Regions from separate parts of the Zea mays genome. Here all the other regions are linked to region 3. A link is a contact called in public Hi-C data. All regions are on one chromosome and are shown on one strand. Each heading gives the region's core, a stretch centred on a gene start, on an enhancer-like site or on the middle of the called end of the contact. The rest is flanking DNA. Distances are from core to core; before and after follow the strand shown.

Evidence for each region. A called contact is a pair of places that touch in the nucleus more often than the background predicts.
Region 1: a Hi-C map of leaf shows a contact between it and region 3, with 9 times the contacts expected there. The contact joins the promoter of LOC100282948 here to the promoter of LOC103650550 in region 3. A contact is called at or near these places in 2 of 25 Hi-C or Micro-C datasets (ear and leaf).
Region 2: a Hi-C map of leaf shows a contact between it and region 3, with 5 times the contacts expected there. The contact joins the promoter of LOC100276290 here to the promoter of LOC103650550 in region 3. A contact is called at or near these places in 2 of 25 Hi-C or Micro-C datasets (ear and leaf).

Annotation. Positions count from the first base shown.
Region 1 is chr3:130,027,730-130,030,429 of Zm-B73-REFERENCE-NAM-5.0, reverse strand. It overlaps LOC100282948 (ATP-citrate synthase), which reads right to left and starts at 1,256. Exons shown (of 11, transcript NM_001155853.1): 1 at 961-1,256. The coding sequence starts at 1,059.
Region 2 is chr3:130,044,484-130,047,183 of Zm-B73-REFERENCE-NAM-5.0, reverse strand. LOC100276290 (Membrane magnesium transporter) reads right to left here and starts at 1,376. Exons shown (of 5, transcript NM_001405985.1): 1 at 1,331-1,376; 2 at 952-1,094; 3 at 501-553. The coding sequence starts at 1,024.
Region 3 is chr3:130,305,687-130,308,386 of Zm-B73-REFERENCE-NAM-5.0, reverse strand. LOC103650550 (serine/threonine-protein kinase EDR1) reads left to right here and starts at 1,333. Exons shown (of 13, transcript XM_008676128.2): 1 at 1,333-2,292. The coding sequence starts at 1,889.

The sequences.
Region 1 (2,700 bases), core at 7-2,506, 280 kb after region 3:
ATCATAATCAACGAGACAATCTTTGTAATGGCAAAAATCAGGGATGCTATAGTGAATGAAAGAAACATAAATATAATGAAAGAAGCAACTCACTAGGGAGTAACCAAACTCGATCTGTGTTTCTACAACCAATAAACCTAGCAAACACAAAACACTAAGGCGCCGTTCGGTTGTTACGGATTGGTGGGTCGGAACGATTCCTAACCGGATTGATTCTCTAATTTATATAAACTTTGATTAGCTGGAACGATTCCGGGTGCAATCCGGCACAAATGAACAAGGCCTAAACAAGTGTACTTTCTAAGAGAACACGAATAAAGTGAACTCTTTGTTCCTATCGGTGAATGGCAACTAAAAAACGAAGACAAACTTTTGGCGTTGCCTAGATGATGTTGTTTCTGACACACGCCCTGTTTATCAAAGATTCAGAGTAAAATTCCTTTCAACCAAACTACTTAAACCAAACTATGAGATACTGATACTTAAGAAATTTCTGGTTTTTATGGAGGTTGAGATTTCAATGACCACAACATTAATAGACCCTGGAAACCCATTTTAGCAACCCAATTATTAAACATTTCTTATACCTCCATAACAAAAGGAAGACGTGCTGAGCATTCCAACCTCCAGTTCACCTACTAATAACGAAATGATCAGCCCAACGAACCGCCTCTACCGCAAACGCCCAGGCTTCGAAGCCTGGCCCCGGAATCCTAAGAGAGCGAGCTGACTGCGGACCCCGATCCTGTTCCTACGGTGAACGCGCAGCCCCAGAAGAGTCAGGGGCAGGGGCAGGATCCGGGGCCGGCACCGCCGAGATCCACACACACACGCCTAGCGGCCCGATCCCCCCCCCACCCGACCCACAGACGACAAGGCGATCCGATGCGCACGAACCGCACCGCACCGCAGGAGAGCGAGGAGCAGGGGAAAGAGAGGACTGGGGAGTGAGTGGCCGACCTGCGCGGAGAGGATCTGGAGGTCGATGCCGGCGAGGCGCTTGAGGTGCTCCCGGAGGAGGCGCTTGGAGTCGTACTCCCGGATCTTCTTCCGCGCCATCGCCGCCGGCCGAGTCGAGCCTTGTGGAAGCTAAGGGGAGGAGCAGGCGCGTGCGTGCGTAGCTGCAGCGAGCGAGCGAGCGGCGGCCTGTGCTCGGGATTCGGGTTCGCCGTGCGCGGCCGCGGCGCGGACTGGACGGACGGTTTTTATAGCGAGGCCGCAACGGAAGAAGGGAAAAGCGGCGGGCAGCCGCGACCGCGATGCGCCGTGGTGGTTGTTGGTTTCTATCGGTCACTGGTTGGGTGGCCCCCTCGGGCGGTTTGGTTTGGTGGAGGCGGATGGGATCAGGTTGGGTTGGTGCGGCGAGTGGTGTGACATGCTAGATTGCTAGCACAGTCTCCGTGCCCCTCTACTTTTGTTTGGTTAATGTTACGGTAGAAACCCTTTAGAGTATGTAAAATAGTGGACGTAAAATGTTTAAAATAAAGGATAAGATATAAGATGAAATAAGAGATCTACTGGAGATAAACTAAAGATTGTTTGGAGCAAGAATATTGGAGAGGATTAAGAGAGCTAGAATTCTTTGGCGGGAGCTAGAGCCTCACTGTTAGTGTCGATATGGGCTCCAATCATTTTTGAGCTGTTCCACTTGGCGGCCTTAATGCGGTGGCACGGACGGTCCGCGATCTGACAGAAGGAACGATGTTCTCCGCGCCGAGCCAGACGGTCCGCGCCTAATGGCCGGAAGGTCCGCATGTGCGTAGGGCTGGCAGCGTTCGCCAACGGCACCTGGACCTCGCCCCTCGGAGGGATCCGTCAGAGAGGAGAGATCCTAGGGTTTTTCTTGGAATCGGTAGGCCACTCAAGACGCCTCTAGACAACGTAGAGTCGAAGAGAAGTGAAGATTGATACAAAGAACGATACGTTCCTCGCTACTCCTAGGGCAAGAAAGTAGAGGAATTGAAAAACGGGTTGACTGGTTTGATTGATGGGTGTTTTAATCGGTCATACCCCTTCAAATATATAAGGGCGAGGTCTGGACCCGTTCCTAGGCATTCTCCAACAACTCCCGCGAGTTTAGAGGGATAAACACACGCGGAGAAAAGGATTTCAACTGCCTGATCTAATCCTATCGCGGACTGTCCGTGCCTATGGGCGAACCATTCCGCAGGCCTGACAGTCCTGACCTCTTGGTCGGACCGTCCGAGCATGCTCAGTGCCACAAATGGTGCTCAACACATGCCTCCTTCCTTTTGGGAAAGTTGAGCGAACCAAAAGCACTTGTGCAGTTTGGACCCAACTTGATATTTCAATATCAGTTTATCTAAGCATTTTGTCACATACTAGGATGATATTGCTTCAAGAAACGACCATTCAGCATCTTGGGTAGGTCCTCACCTTGCAAAGTTTGTAACATGTAGGCATTACCAACGATTACTTGTGTGATTATGTAAGGGCCTTCCCAACTTGATGACCATTTGCCAAATTTTCGGTCCTTGCTTCTTAGTGGCAAGACGGTCTTCCACACCAGGTCTCTAACCTAGAATGATTTAGTTTTGACCTTCTTGTTGTAAGTTTTGGCAACCATAATCTTGTCTTTCTCGGTCTCTCCTAGAGCCACCAATCTTTGTCGGTTAGTTCATCAATATTGTCCATAATCAAATTATAATAATCCTTGACAGTTAGGTCATTCTGTCTGGC
Region 2 (2,700 bases), core at 127-2,626, 260 kb after region 3:
AGAAAGATGTCTGATTGATAAAACCAGAACAGCTAACTAAAACAAAACTAGTCAAATGCCCGTGTATTGCTACGGTTTCTATATATCATATAGGTAGACTTTATTTTAATAAAAACACAAAAATATATGTATTTTGTTGGTTAAGTGGGTGTGAATGTGGAGCTAAAAACCAAGGTTTAAACCCCACTTCCACTTGTGCACAATTTTAGCCCGTGGGACAGGTGCTTTATATAGTAGAGATAGTTGGCACAGAAGACAGTACAGAAGGATATATGCATATACATATACATATATACACCTCAAACTCATACATATCAGAGTACCACATGTTATGTTTTAGTTGCACACCAAAATTCTTTGGACATACTATAGGTAATGACAAACTTCTCAAATCATATCACTGCATAATTCAGCCCTCTGCAAAATTACCAGTCCGAGCTGCAAATATGGAAACTAGAAATAAAACAAAAAAAAAGATGTCCGGTGTTGATAATACGTACATCCATGGGCGGCCGCGAGAACTCCTCCTCCGTGATCTTGAGCACCGCGCGGTCTGTAAAAAAACCCATCAAAACCGTCAAGCCAAACCACCTAACAACAGCACCTAGTTCGACGAATTGTCCAGGAATCTCGCTGGCGCTGAAAAGAGCATCAATCATAGTATCCTACGGGTGCACTGCTGAGCCAACCACGCAGCCGTCGAACCCGGTCGGTGAAGAGAGCCCAGGATCACAGAAGCTCGTGAACTAGATCTAAACCTCGCCTCACTTCACTAAAGGCTCAACGGCGGGATCGATCCGAGAGCACATCGGGTTCCGAAGGACCGAGAACCCACGACGGAACGGCAACCCAGAGTCAAGACGGCAAATCAAAGGCGCCCTCGGGAAACGGAGATCCACGGCGAAATTTGGTGAGAGCGCGGCGACGGGATGGGACAAGGATGGAGCGTACACTGGATGGTGGCGTAGGCGGCGTGGGCGAGGATGGCGCCGCCGAGGACGCCCACTACGTAGCCGATGCCCATGGCGACTGCCGACTGGGCTAACGAGTCCGGCTGCTTCTCCCCCGCCCCCCTGCTCGCCGCGCCTGAACTCCTGACGAGCACGCGTGTAACGACCGAAGCAGAGGTGAGTGTAGATCTGTAGATCTACGTGGTTCTAGAAGCATTAGAGTTAATCTGGGTCATTGTGTGGCTTTTTTTAAATTGTAATCTGGCTTATCTAATGGCTTATAAATACATGTACTAATAAACTGTCAGAGATCATGAATTGAATAAGAAAAGATTAGCCACAAACTTGTCTACTTCTTCTTCCTCTCCACCGAAGCTTACCAGGGAAGCTGTCGGTTCCTGCTATCGTGGCTCACGTCTAGGGTTTGGCGAACCCTAGGCCACGGGTCATGACAATTTGGTATCAGAGGACGGTCGACTCCGGAGCTGACAAGACGGCGCCGATGGTGAAACCGTCTGTCCAGACGCGTCTCGTGCTGGAGGCTATGGCGACTGTGGAGCAGAAGGGAGAGGAGAAGTCGGAACAGATGATGAAGATGATGGATCGAGTGGTGAAGAAGTTGGATACGGTGGAAGCTGGACAGCATCGGCTGGAAGGACAAGCCGAGCTCTCAGCTACGGTGGCAAGGAAGGCAGAAGATGAGCGTACTATATTGGCAAGGCAGATGGAGGAGACGGGCAAGGTGGTGGCGCAGTTGCGTTTGGAGATGATGGCAAAGGACTTGGAGGGCGATGGTGATGGATCATCAAGGGAGGGTGCTGATCAAGGTAATCCAAACCGAAGAAGAAGAGAACCACAACAGGAGAGAGTAAGAGAAGAAGAAGATCAGGTGATGGGAGGGCGAGGACATCCATCTCTGCCTAAATATTTGTTTCCCAGATTTCAAGGGAAGGAACCTGGAATATGGTTAGCCAAGTGCCAAGAATACTTCACCATTTATCAGGTTCCTGAAGATTTGTGGGCAATATCAGCATCCATGCACATGGAGGGGAATGCAGCGAGGTGGCTTCAAGTGTACAAGATGAGGCAGGGACTGGGAAACTGGATGCAGTTTGGCAGAGCTGTTTGGGCCAAATTTGGAGTGGAAGAATATCCCAAGGCCATGAGACATCTTCTGAACCTGTATCAGAAGAATGGAGTTGAAGAGTACGCTCAAGAGTTTGAAGAAGCAAGGTATGCCACTGCTGTTCACAACCCGGGGATGGATGAGATTTTTTTGTTAATCAGTTTGTGAAGGGACTGAAGACGGAATTACAAGGGGTGTAATGTGTCATCTGCCACAATCTATGGATAGAGCAGTTATTTTAGCTCATATGCAGCAGGAGATATTAGAGAAGAATATGTTGAAGATGCAGAGGAGTATTACTGCTAATAAGGCTGTGGGCAGTAATCTGAAGACTAACAATAAGGGAGGATTTATTCTGGGTGATCTAACAAAGGAGAGGCAACTCAGGGAGTTTAGAAGAGCTAATGGAATTTGTTTCACTTGTGGTGAAAAGTTTGAGCCAGGTCACCAAGGGAAGTGTCCTAAGAGGGTGGTGACTCAGTTGCATGCCTTAACCGTGGAAGACATGGGCATGGTGTTGACTGATCCTGTGTTGGAGCATCTAGAGTCTGAAGACAAGGAGGTTGAAGAATTGTATAAACTGTCTCTAAATGCTATCAGTGGAATGGAAAGTGATGGATGTAT
Region 3 (2,700 bases), core at 84-2,583:
ACTTTGGGAGTTCTTTTCCGTCTAAAAATCGTCAACAGAAAATATCAGTACTAGTCTATCTCTATATATGACTCGTGAGTAAAAACCCGCTCATGATTATCTATGGAATTCCAGGTTATTTCGGTGTGCAAGGCCACAACATTATTTCTCATGCTTAACACCGATAAAAAATAAAGTTGTACAACCAGTTGGTGTTTCTGAGAAAAATCCATCGATTGAAACTATAATCAGGACCTGCAAACTTTGGTCCAATTTAAGGCGTAAACACGAACATGGCAGAAAGCTTTGTTTGGAGAAAGGCACAGGGGTTACTAAGTACTAACTACTGTAGTGTTTTTTTTTTCTATCCTTCTCTTTTCTTTCTTTCTTTCTTTCTTTCTTCGTGTTCTTTTTCTCTCCATACTTTTGTGGTGTACTGCAGTCTAGTATCCGATTAAGCATTAAAATCAAGCCAGGGCGTGAAAAAGAGATTAGTCAGAGCTTTACCACATCTCCTTTGTCTTTTACATCTTGCTTGATTATTGGTAGGTAGAGTTAGATATGGGCATGGCTAGATGTTCTGTTGAGAAGTATATACACCACATGAAAAAGGTCACACTAGCAACAAACACAAGGGAAGAAAAAGTTGACCAAAATTTATGGCATGCAAGCATACACTTCCAGACAGTTGAGTGCTAATCAATTGGCACCCACAAAGGACCTACAACAAGAAAAGCAAACCATATAAATGCCCACCAAAAAGGAACTCCAAACTTGCAACACATAGTCATATAGATCTAGACGGTTAAAAGCCAAGAACTAACCATAAATCCATCCTAAAATTGTAGCAACAGTAGGTGATAATAAGAGCTCCTTTGGAACACATAATTTTCTTCACAGAAATTAGTTTAAAAACATAGAAAAACACACAAAATTCGGGAAATATTCTTTTATTCCAGAGTGGCATAAAACGTCTTTGATGTGTAGTAATACACCAACCAATACCAATTCACTAGTTGCTAATATTTTCCCTCGTTACGATACATAGCAAGGGAGGTGACTAGGAACAGAGATAGCGCCTGTTGGCACTGGCAATAAGGTAGGTAGATAGGAACAGGGACAACGCCTGTGTGGATCAACACAACACCCAAGAAAATATAGAAAAGAAATCGAAAAATGGGTACAAAATATGTTGGCAAGGCTCCAAATATCAAACAAAAACTAAGACTAGATGTAAAATGCCACTATAGCAACCTGGCAAACAGCCTCAGCAATTTTTTTATCACCAAGTTCACCAATCACTAGGGAACATTATAAAGAACACCTCATGCTATTTTCACCGGATCTCATATTTCATCTACTATTTAATTTTTTCGTTTTAAACTTAACTGAACAAACAGTATTACAATACGTGGAGACAGTCTCACTTCCCTCCATATTCTATATGACATAACTTTTTTCTCTCTCTATCATTTATTCTACCAATTATTATTACTTGTGTTTATTTTATTCATTCAATCTCCATCCGGATGCGTCATGCGTGTGTGTGACTTGTGAGAGAGACAGATTCCACAGCAATTTGCTCCCCTTCCACGCACAGGTCAAGAACCGCTCCCCAGAAAAGATCGTATTTTTCATCGATTCAACCGGTTTCTGTACGGGAAATCGCTGCTGGAGATCTCAGAGAACCGGAAGCTCGGAGCTTTTGCTCCGTTTGCGTCGAATCTGCCTTGGGAGCGGATAAAGGAGCGGCCTTTCGAGCTCGTCGGAGCCGCCCCTGAGGAGGCGAAAGGGGACGCGGCGGCGGCGCCATCAGCTGTAGGGCGCTCGTGGAAGTCGGTGAAGCCGGTGGTTTGAGGACGAGGTGGCCTCGGTGGTTTCGAGGAAGCCACCCACTGCCGCGGCGGGGATGGACTCCAGCGGGGAGGAACTCCTGAAGAAGATCCGGGAGCTGGAGGTTGGGCAGGCGCAGCTCAAGCAGGAGATGTCCAAGCTGATACCCGGCGCCGTGGAGCGGCGGCGCTCGCAATCCGTCTCGCCGCGGCGCGGCGCGCCGGTGCCACCGCCGACCAAGGCGAAGGCGGGGCCACCAGGTAGGCTGCTGTCCGGGGGATTTGAGGGCGGGCAGCGTGCGTGGGCCCGTGGGTCGGCGTCTTTCCCGCACTCATCGCCGCTGCATCGGGAGGGCCGGGCCACGGGCGCTGGAAATGGTAGCACCAGCGCTAGGCTGCCTGAGAGGCAGTACTCCAGGGTGCTGCAGTCACTGGGGCATTCCGTCCACATTCTTGACCTCGATGGGAGGATCATATACTGGTTAGATTTCTGGCGCTTCACCTTTTTTTACTTGCTTGACTGCAACTTGGGAGATTGACAAACATTCGAGGAAATGCAGTAGTCATGCTGGTTAGATATGTTGATTGTAGTGCCTGAAATGGAGTAAGTGGCCACATATACGAGTTGTGACCAAAATGAAATTTATTTGAACCTCTTGCGATAGCAATCCTAGAATCTTAAGCAATTCTTGTGTGCCATTTTTATCTATCAGTAAACATGCGATAGAGGTTGCAGTGGGATAGTGCAAATGACAATCGGTTACATTGTTGGCACTCTATATAACCCTAGCTCTGTAAGGATGTGCTGTTACATATTATCTTATCGATGCGAAGTAAAAGTAAGGAAATGCTAGATGGGATGCCTAGACTTTAGCTGGTTCTGGTGACG